2 separate regions of the Mus musculus genome follow, and region 1 is linked to region 2. Evidence: chromatin contacts called from public promoter capture Hi-C data. All regions are on one chromosome and are shown on one strand. Each heading gives the region's core, a stretch centred on a gene start, on an enhancer-like site or on the middle of the called end of the contact. The rest is flanking DNA. Distances are from core to core; before and after follow the strand shown. Region 1 overlaps Cdh4 (cadherin 4). Region 2 holds the start of Ppp1r3d (protein phosphatase 1, regulatory subunit 3D).

The links. Promoter capture Hi-C pulls out the DNA fragments that hold promoters and counts their contacts.
Region 1: a promoter capture Hi-C map of trophoblast stem cells shows a contact between it and region 2, with 10 times the contacts expected there. The contact joins the enhancer-like site here to the promoter of Ppp1r3d in region 2. A contact is called at or near these places in 7 of 39 promoter capture datasets (the C10 cell line, cranial neural crest, embryonic stem cells and 4 more), 1 of 115 datasets of contacts at active chromatin or transcription factors (embryonic forebrain) and 1 of 9 other capture datasets (embryonic stem cells).

The regions. Positions count from the first base shown.
Region 1 is chr2:179,822,026-179,827,868 of GRCm38.p6, reverse strand. The region is part of intron 4 of Cdh4 (cadherin 4); the gene reads right to left. Among named protein-coding and RNA genes, the nearest start is that of Gm36066, 21 kb to the right of the region's middle. Within about 2 kb of position 2,703, at least 36 of the 459 cell types and tissues checked have an H3K27ac peak or open chromatin away from gene starts, as enhancers often do. A contact at or near this core is called in trophoblast stem cells, where this site is marked.
Region 2 is chr2:178,412,599-178,417,659 of GRCm38.p6, reverse strand. It overlaps Ppp1r3d (protein phosphatase 1, regulatory subunit 3D), which reads left to right and starts at 3,197. Exons shown (of 1, transcript NM_001085501.2): 1 at 3,197-5,061. The coding sequence starts at 3,453. The coding sequence ends at 4,292. Fam217b (family with sequence similarity 217, member B) reads right to left here and starts at 3,126. Exons shown (of 4, transcript NM_001081289.1): 1 at 2,952-3,126; 2 at 917-1,028; 3 at 69-154. The coding sequence starts at 94.

The DNA of each region.
Region 1 (5,843 bases), core at 1,454-3,953, 1.4 Mb before region 2:
CCTTCAGGTTTCATCTTAGCGCACGGTAGTTATTCTTACCGTATGAACATGGCGCCCGCCCTCCTGTCCTATGAGACTGTCTATCCCCACTGTTGCCACCATAGAGTCCGTTGTCACAGTGAACATGGCAGGGTGAGTGCTGTGCTAAAAACAGCTCACAGGCAACGACATTTCCGGCTACTGGACCAGTACCAGGGTGCAGGCGCCGACAGCGCAGAAGCATCAAATAAGCAAATCATTGATAACCAAACGCAGGGCCACGATGAGTGAAGCGAGGGCGAAACCATCTTAATTAATTTTTATGCATTAAAAAAAACCTAAGGAATATTACATATTGAAAAGCAGCCACCAGTAGGCCATCTTCTCGCTCTAAGGACATCATGTGTCGTTGAGTTCATGTCTTCCTCATCTGCACAGGGGCCAGCATTTTGCCAGCATCTCTTAGGTGAACTCAAGCTTAGCTCAGTGAAGAGGACTTTACCAGGTAAAGCACAGCAGTGTACGCAGGCGCAGGGTTGGGGCGGGACAGGGCTCTGAGAACTCAAGAGAGCTGTTGTTTACTGTGTTACAAACTGATCCCTACAGCATGGTTTCATCTATTACTGTAGTGGATGCTACAGTGGCCAAACTCCACCCAGGCCAGGCTATCCCAGCCCAGTACGTGCCCTGTATTAGCATCAGTCCACAATGGAGCCCATATCTGCTCCTGCCCCGGTCAGCCCCTGCCCCAGGTCAGCCCCAACCCCGAGTCAGTCCCCTTTCAGTTCACTCCCTGTCCCAAGTCAGTCCCCCTCCAGCTCAGCACTCCCCCCCCAGCTCAGCCCCAGTCCCACATCAGCACCATGTCAGCATCAACCCCATTTTGTCTCCACAGTGAGCGCTTACTGTGGGCGGGGGCATGCCCTACGCACTCTTACATCATAATTTTAAACAACCCTCTCAGCCATTCCTGACCTGGTTTTACACTGTCCAAGCTGACAGTCACAACCCACATGTGCCCAGATGCACTGTCTGTGTGTATGTGCTGCATGTGTGTGTGTACACATGGAAGCCAGAGGTCAACCTGTCATTTCTTGGGGGAGTCTCACCTTATTTTTTTTGAGACAAGATCTCTCAATAAGACATGGAATTTGGTGATTAGTTTAGGCTGGCTGCCCAGAGAGCACCAGGGATCTACCCGTCTCCAGTCTCGAGCTCTGGGATTACAAGGATGAAATGCAGTGCTTGGCAGGTTTTACCTGGGTGGTACGGATCTGGACTCAGGTCCTCATGGTAGCTTAGCAAGCACATTCCTGACCAAGCCATCTCCCCAGCCCTGCACTTAGCTATAAGAGGCTACACACAGGTACATCGCAATGGTGTCATTCAGAACAGCCAGAATGTAGACACTAGAGTCGCTCAGTGAGCTGAGACACAGAAAGACACTGACAGATATGGCCTCAGCCATGGGCTGATGGTGTCTGAGGACAGAAGAAAACAGATACCTGCTTCCTGCGAATGAGCCTGAGACATGGAAGGGCATGGTGGATTCCATTGTTCGAGGCCCCTGTTGGGGTCAGAAAGCCGGACAATGCTTCCTGGGGCTGGGTGTTTAAGTTTAGTGAGGATAGTGTCAGAGTGTGGGCACGGAGAGCCCTAAAGATGGTGTTGAGAGGGTATGTTACAATTGTGGGCTTCCCTTCCCTACATAGCAAGGTCACCTCATTATCCTGAACAGACCTGAAGCGCAGGGAGGGTCAAACCTCAGGGTCAAGGAGCAGAAATGACATTTGCTTCCTGTGCCTGTCTCATCTATGGGATTGAACCTGTTCCCCATAGCCTGTCCTGGCATAGACACCTGCCAAGGCTGCCCCTGGACACAGCAGGGAGTGGGGGCTGGTGAGGGGAATGGACCAACCTGCACTGCGTCATCTTTTTCTCTGTTTGCCACTGCTCTTCGTACACCCCGTCCCCCCATCCTAAAACTGGAGAATATGTTCAGATGAGCCTGGGATACAAAAAAGGTTTTATTTTTAATTAATATTTAATTTTTTTATCTTATATGCAAGGATGTTTTGCTTTTATGCATGAATATGTTCCATGTGTTTGCCGGGTGCCCATGGATATCAGAAGAGGGCATCAGATTCCCTGGAACTGGAATTACAGCCGGCTCCAAGTCACTGTGTGGATGCTGGGATTGAACCTCGGAAGAGCTGAGTAACAGCTGGTGCTCTTAACCACTGAGTCGTCTCCTCTGCCCCCACTGTTTTTTTTGAGTCAGAGTCTCATGTAGCCCAGACGGGTCTCAAGTAGACGAGGGTAACTTTGAACTTTAGATCTTCTCCTTTTTACTTCCCGAGTGCTGGAATTACAGGCATGTGCCACCACGCCTGACTTGATGTGACACCGAAGATCAGGCATGCTGGGTGAGAACTGCCCCCTGAGCCGTATCCCCAGACTCACAAACACTGTGGAATTTTTAAGGATTATTACAGACTTCCTCCCATAGGTGACTAACTTCCCCAAACAGAACATGATCCTAGGAGAGGAGGGCCCTTCCTTCATATCCTGGCCATCTCAAGCTGTCCCCGGGACAGTTTATTAGTCAGTGGAGGAGGCAGGGGCCTGATTCAAAGTCTTTTTCTGAAGGCTGTAGCATACCTTACTCCAAACGCTGGTCTCCACCCTGTTCAAAGTCAGTCAAAATTGTTGGCCCCGCCCACCCATGTCCTTTCACAGCTCCCATTGGTTGGGTGGATACTGCGAGCCACAGGCTAACGGCTACCTGGCCGGCTCCCCAGAGATTATGCATTTCATCAACATAACCAAAATAGCTCTTTTCAAAATGTCTTCACGTAGCACACGATGCTGGAAGAAGGGTTTGTAATTATGTGTATCACGAGTCATCCCGGCTCGGTGGGGGGCTCAGAGCCTTCATATAAATTATACGAATCAGCAGCGGAGGGAGGGAACCCCACGTGGTTCTTAAAGTGATGCTTTCTCCCCACGGATGCACACGGCACTAAATCACAGCAAAACAGCGCTGGGGGCTGGCACTGTGAAGGGAGTGCTGGGCTTCAGCCTGGCCGCCTTCCTAAATGCATATGATCATCTTAATGATGTATTTGGGGGAGACATGATAAATCACAGAACCAAGGGAGGCTACAGCATGCAAATGCATTCGAAACGTTCCCTGGGAGGCATGAGTGATGGGCCACAAACACACCTGAAACCTGGGCTGTAGAGCTTATTCACTGTCAGTCCGAATCTTTTTCCTGAAGGCGTAGTTTCTAGGCCTCTTGTGGTCCTTTGTGCCTGCTAACCTGGACCCCTCCCTGCCTGGTACAGATGCTACACCAGAGGGTCTAGCAGATGTGGGCAGAACCCTTCCAGGTAAGGGCAAGTGCAAGATGCAGACCTCAGGGAAGGACGAAGCTGTGTGACTGGAAAGACAGGAGCGTTCACTGGACACAGGTGTTAGGGGACATCCGAGTGCAGCACCGTGGCCATCTTTAGCAGCCTCACGGGGCCAGGCTGGAAGAATAACAGGCAGATGAGTACACTGCTGAGTTGAATCATTAGAGGTCTCCTGTCAGGGATGGAGCTGTGCAGGCGTGGGGTCGGAGTGGGGTGGGGGTGGGGAACACTTGCATGCTCCTTCCTTTTGTTCTAGTCCCAAGGCTCAGGCCTAAGCCCATGAAGGACCCACATAGCAATTTCCTGCTTTGTAGAATTTGGACCTGGAAGGCTGTCCTCAGACTGCTGGGGCAGAAGGACAGCAGCCTCTCCATGTGGCCATGCGCTGTAAGCTGTGAATGCCTGGGTTACAGTGGTCACTGAAGTTCTGGTAATGGAGGGCTCAGCATGTCCTCACCAGCTCCTATGACAAGCAGGGAGATTGTTGGGGCAGCCACAGCTCTCTAACATCCACCTTCTAACCCACTTCCCCGTCCTAGCATTCACACTGTGTGCAGCTGAGAGTAGGCAGCACTGGTCAGGTGTCCAGCCAGGTGTGTGTGCTACATACACTGTCAGAGAGTGACTACTCAGTGGACTCAGGGGCGCGTGGATGCATCTTAGATGTCAGGCACACAGCGTCAGAACAGGAGAAAGTGAGCATGGGAGGGAGAGACCAGCAGGGTCTGATAAGCAAAGCCCTGAGGAAGCAGCCTGGACATGATGGGAAGCCGGAACGTGGCGCATCTCAGGCTTTGTGTGTGGAGGAGGGTTGGGAGGAGCCTATGCATAGACATGGTGGATCGCAGCACGGGAGATGGCTCAGTGGGTAAAGTGTTTTCCAAACACGCACAAGGACCTCAGTTCAGACCTCTGGTGCCCACTTAAAAGCTGAGTGTGGCAGCCTGCACCTGTAACCCAGTGACAGGGACAGGCAGATCCCAGGCTTAGGACCAGCTAGTGTAGCTGGAATGGCCAGTTACAGGCTCAGTGGGTCAGGGCTGACAAGATGGCTTGGAGACTCAAATAGTAGAAGGGAAGACTGACTCCCACAAGTAATGCCCACCTTCACACATGGAACATGTGTGCCCACAACATACACTACACATACAAAATCAACAAATTAAACAATTAAAGAAAATATTATGAAGAAGTAATTGAGGAAAATATCCTGACCCCTAACATCAGCTTCCAGCCTCCACTCATGCCTACATAGGCAAGCATGCCTGTACACATACATGTGTATAAACCTTACACATACATGAGTGTGCACACACACATGCACACACATGCATAAGAACTCAAACAGTGCTCCCACTGAGGGGCAGCTGTGCTCTAGTCTCTGGGCTCTGTGCACCTGTTGGGCCTCTTCTGCATCTGGTTTCACTGCAATCTCCTGCTACCTGGGAAGCAGAGTGGAAAAGAACACCCTGGGGAAAGAACAGAGCTGCAAATAACCGGTGACTTTGAGACTCCCCCTGTGTGGTGGCAACAGAGGACACCCTTTACTCAAGGCAGCCTGTGGGAGTATCCAGTGCCCTGGCCCAGGGCATCCTGAGGAGGGTCTGCCAAGAGATCTGCTGGGACTCCTTCCTGTAATCCCTGCTCTGAAACTCCGCAGACGTCACCAGACCTCTTCTGCATCCGTAGCCTTCTCCCTAAGAGGCCAGTGGGTCAGACAGTCTTGATGTTGAAAGAAGCCCTCGTTTAAATCGAGGTGATTTTCTGTGTTTGTAGGCATCAGTTTGTAAGCACGCGGTGCTGCTATTATAAGAATTAACATTTCCTACCATAAAAGAAAATAAATTTGATGTTTAAGCAAGTGGAAAATAGCATTTTCCATTGCTCTATGCCTAAGCATTTCAGCTGAACTTGGCCTCTGGAATCACCTCTATTTAGAATATCTAAGAGCAAGCAAGAAAGCTTTCTAATCTCTCGCTAGCTCTCTCCCCTGTGCACACCAGGGAAAACACTACAAGGTACAAGATGAAGGTAAATAAGGTGAGGGGTAGCTCTAGATTAGAGAAGAAAGTCTCTCTTCCTGTGTTTTCCACTCCTCAAGGGTAGATGCTCAGGTCATACACTCAACGGTGCTTCCATTTCACGCAACATTTGCTTCAGCAGACCTGGCTGCAGGAGCGAGCACTAGGGACCACCTGGAGACTTCCCTGTGTGAGCTCCCCCAAGTTTAAGTGACTCTAAGCTCCTCTGTGCCAAGGCCAGGTTAAATTGCTCACTTAACATCCTTTTGTATAGGGAGAAAAGTGGAGGTTTAATAAGTGTGGTGGGTATCGCAGATCACCAGGCAGCAGGGATAATGGGAGCAGATAAGGTTCTGACTCTCAGAGACAGAGCCTTTCCTTTCTGGCTGGGGCATATTTTGCATTTGATAATCTTGGATTAAAAAC
Region 2 (5,061 bases), core at 1,948-4,447:
GAAGCTCGCTCGGGAGAACTGAAGGATTTACCTTTGGCACGACAAGAAAGGATGTAAAATCTAGTTACCTGCTTTTCTGATGACAGTCCCTCATCCTATCCCTTGTCTTGAACAGGTCACAGGGCTGCTCATCATCTGAGGTTTGATGGATTGTCTAAAAAAATAAATACAGGCTACTAAACAGAAAGTACTGTGTGAACTCACATGCCTGTGCACAAGTACACACACACACACACACACACACACACACACACACACCACAGCAGCAGAACTATCTTCCTGGCATGACATGACTGTTACTGTCTTGAGTCAGATCAGCTGATCATCCACAGGAGACATTTGCAAGACCAGGCCTATTAGTTTCCCTAGTAGAAAGAAGTCACAGGACACCCTAGAAAGATAGGGGCTATCAACATTCCCCAACTGACACAGCTAGAGAAGAAAGGAGTCAGAGCTCCGCCCCAGGGGTCCCTCCTCGCCCTCTGCCCTGCCCTTGCCAGCAGCCTGTCATGCCTACTTCCCTAACAGCATGTGGTCTTGGGAGTGGTAGAGTGAACAGGAGGTAGACGGTGTGTGTGTGTGTGTGTGTGTGTGTGTGTGTGTAGGGGGGGTGGCTCCAGGGATTCTACTTTTGTGCGTTGTCCCTTGTACTGTAGTGGCTGCTTTTTAGTCACCCATGTTCCTGTAAGTGACCCCAATAAACCCACTGGTTCCCCAAGATGGACTTCAGTGGAACTATTTATAGGGGTTCCCTATCTAGTGGCTTTAAAAATAAAAATAACAAATCATTATTTAAGTGCTATATATAACAGAACACATACGCAACATACGCACCCACAGACTCGTGCACCTGAAGCACACAGCAAGAAAGCACTGAGACGGTTCTAAGCAAGAGTTTCTCTCAGAGTTACATCACCTTCTCTGCAGTACTCAGAATATTCTTGCTCAATCTGCTGCCAGATGATGACAGCTGGGGAGGTGGCTTCTTTATTCCCCTTATCTTCGGAAAGGCTGAAGCGCCAGCGGAACTGGAAACAACAGAACACTGACAGTAAGTGCTGACTGCAACCGGCCCAGACAGCATCGAGTTTCGGTCTCTGTACGACCACACTGAAACCTCGAAGATGTCTGTGGTTGCGCAGGCTCAGCATTCTGCACTGTGAAATTAGAAATGGGGGGTGCGGGGTATTGTATGTTTACAGTTCGACTATCTGTGTGTGGCAGGGAAATGTGTGTGTGTGTGTGTGTGTGTGTGTGTGTGTGTGTGTGTGTGAGTGGATGCCCTCAGAAACCAGAGGAGAGCATCAGATCCCCAAGAGCTAGGGTTGACTTTGTAAGCACTGCCGGGCAGTTGTGAGCTGCCCCGCAAGGGTGTTGTGAATGCTCACGTCTTCCCTTTCACGGCAGTTATTCAGTACGAGATCGCTTAGTGAGTGCTGTGAACGGATTCTAAACCCCACCCATTCTCGCATATATACAGTCCCTGGGAATAACACTAACTGGTTTTGCCTTATACTCTAAAGCTCCCCCTATCTATCCATTCACTCATCCATCCAGTAATTAATTGCAAGCCAGTCTTTAAAAGTACAGACTGTACACGAGGCACCTCATCCCACAGAGATAAAACTCTAGAGGGGGAGGGGCAGGGTATCCCTGAGTTCTTCTGTTTTCTCTGTCCTACCAGATCACTAATCATCAGTGCTGGGCTGGAGAGATGGCTCAAGAGTCAAGAGCTACTGATCCTCCAGAGGACCCCAGTTTAGCTTCCAGCACTATGTGGGTGGTTCACTAGGATCTGTAATTCCAGTTCCAGGCCAGCACCCTCCCCAGGCCTCCCAGAACACCTGCACTCACATGTGTATTTTTAAAAAAATTTCAAAGATCATCAGTATACTAACACCCATGATGTGTTAGATGCTGTTTCAGTAGGAAGTGCAGGTTCCCAGACCAAAGGTGGTCATAGTTCCCGTTAGGAGGGGCCTGTTGAAAAAAGCATACCTGGAAACCGAACATTTTTCTCCCATAATTCCCCAGCCTCTGTCAAATGGAAAATAGATGGGATCATGGGAAATTTTCTCAACCAACCCTGGGCTTTCCCACCATAATTATGTAAGACTTTTAGGTGTGCATGTACAGATAACAAAAATCATAACAGGCCCTTTTATGGTCAATTACCCCACAACTAACAGGCTTGATTCCACTTAGATGGAGAAAACATTCTTGGCCCACCCTCCTTCCTTACCCTGATCTTTCTGCTGTTAAGTGGGAAACCAACCATGACAGCATGTCTGACCCAGGCGCAGTGCCATCCTGGCTCCTCATCTACCTGACACACTTGACACATAGTCGTGTGTGTGTGTGTGTGTGTATGTGAAGTTCTTCAGAGAAATAAAAACCTGCTGTGCAATCAGGATGCATGAGTGGGTAAGGCAGAGAGGGGGTGGAGCACATGGCTTCAGCTTGCATAGCAGCAAAACTAAAGCTCAAGAGATTCTGGCTACAAAACGCTCCTCAAGAGCCAGAGGGCAGCTGCACAATCCATCATGGGCATTAGCCCCTTTCCCAGTCTTCCTCTCTGGCTGCAAGCCCAGCTAAGGGAAGCAGCATCTTCCCCCGCCCCCCTCCCCCCCCCCCGCACCTCCCCAGGGAACTGGCTTCCTGGCCAATGGGGAGGCACAGCATGGTGGGGAGGTGTGGGCAAGATGCTTCCCGCAGAAGCAACCTTTTCTGGGTCTGGCCACTGATCCAGGTTGCTGGAGAAAGGTGGCCAGAGCTGGCTGGCTGGCCGCTCACCACAGTCCCAGGGCCAGCTCGCGCCAGGCCAACCTTGGCTGGGCTCTGTCCCGCCCCCACCCGCAGCTGGCACCCAGCACGTCCTAGACTGCTGTAGACACCATCGCTGATGGATGGGTGCAGTGCGCAGGCACACGCACCAAGGAAACCCAGCAGACCTGCTCCGCAGCCTGAACACACGTGACGAGGTTCCCGGGGGCGGCGGCTGCGCTGCGGCGGAAGGGTGGGGGCTGGGGTGGTCGCGGGCCGCGCGGTTCCGACAGCGTGGGGCTGCGCGGGGCAGCCGGGCGAACGCGGGGCAGCCGGGCGCGCTGGCTGGACGCACCGGCGGGCGGCGTCACGAGGGGCGGGGCGCGCCGGGGGCGCGCCGGGAAGTTGCGCTTGGAGAAGTTGCGGGCGGCTGAGCGTCTGGGCGGCGGGGTTGCTGGCCTTCCCGTAAGAGCTCAGAGGAAGGAGAGAAGCGGCCGACACCGTGCAGGGCGCTACGCCCCGGGAAGCCGCCTTGGATAGCGCCACCCGCTGCTCGAGGCTGCCCGCCGCTGAGACCAGGGCCAGGCCGCGAACACAGTCTCCGTGTTGGGTGCGGTGCCTCGGGGCTTCCAGAGGCTGTCAAGCCCTAAAGCCTAGTGGCTCGGCGGTGACGCCCGCCCAGCTGGGCCATGTCAAAAGGCTCTGGTTCTGCCCCGCTGCCCTCGACCCCGGGGTCCCGGAAACTCGTGCCCCGGAGCCTCAGCTGCCTCTCGGACATGGATCGACGACCCTGCAGACCCCCGGGCTGCGACCCTCGGCTGCGGCCCATCATCCAACGACGCTCGCGCTCGCTGCCCACCTCCCCCGAGCGCCGTGCCAAGGCTGCGGGAGCCCCGGGCGCCGCGTGCGGAGCTGGCTGCAACCGGCAGGTCCGGGTGCGCTTCGCTGACGCGCTGGGCCTGGAGCTGGCGCAGGTCAAGGTGTTTAACGCAGGCGACGATCCGTCCGTGCCGCTGCACGTGTTGTCGCGCCTAGCCATCAACTCAGACCTGTGCTGCAGCAGCCAGGATCTGGAGTTCACGCTGCAGTGCCTGGTTCCCGACTTCTCGCCGCCCATCGAAACCCCAGGCTTCGGAGAACGCCTGGCACGCCAGCTTGTGTGCCTGGAACGTGTCACCTGCTCTGACCTGGGCATCAGCGGCACAGTGCGCGTGCGCAACGTGGCCTTCGAGAAGCAGGTGACGGTGCGCTACACCTTCTCTGGCTGGCGCAGTGCGCATGAGGCAGTGGCGCGCTGGAGAGGACCTGCAGGTGCTGAAGGTACCGAGGACATCTTCGCCTTCGGCTTTCCAGTGCCTCCCTTCCTGCTGGAGCTCGGCTCCCAGGTACACTTCGCACTGCGCTATGGCGTAGCTGGTGCTGAGTACTGGGACAACAATGATGGTCGCGACTATAGCCTTACTTGTCGCAGTCATGCCTTGCACATGCCACGCGGGGAGTGCGAGGAGAGCTGGATTCACTTCATCTGAGCTGCGGGCTGTGAACCAGGAGCTTCCATCTCTGCAGACCTGCAGACACTTCCCCACCAGTGCAGCTCTCTGAGCGGCCATCTCCCATCCCAGCCTTCCTTCCTAGTGGTCTGGCCTAATTTTTCACTGTGAAGCCCTGCGGCGGTAGCCTGGCCTGTCTTGTAGTGAATTCTCTTGAGAGCCTGGCGGTCAGCCTGTGTAACACGTTGTTGGGGGGGGGGGCAGATGCACGGGATTGTGGTCCTTAATTTCAGTAGGACCCAGGTCAGTGTTTTGCAAGAAAGGCCTTTTGCATGTCTCCTCTATGTGTCTGAATATAAGTAGCTGTTATTTATTATTGTGAAGTTAGACTTCCACCCATGGAGAATGCTTTCTCAGGAATACTCTAATCAGCTTAGAGGAGGCCTGCTATCTGTTTTCACCCACCGTAATAATTGTACAGATACACAGTGTGGCCTGCATTATGGTCCCTCGAGGCATTTCTGCCCTGGGACGGTGAAAATCTGAGACCATGTTTGCTTGCCAATGTCTGTAGCCTTCCAACAGTAGAAACTATTAATAGCGAAGGAACTTGCAGCTCATCTGTCATCACACAACCATTTCTGGGCTTCGAGGCTGCCCTGGTTAGGCGATGCCTCCCACATCAACAGCTGGGGAGGAGTGGACAGAAAAGCTTCCAACCATGCAACTTAGCCCAGATAGCCCTTTCTCTTCAGGGACTGCCTGTTCACACATTTGTCTTCTACTGGTCTGGTTCTGGGTCTGCTTG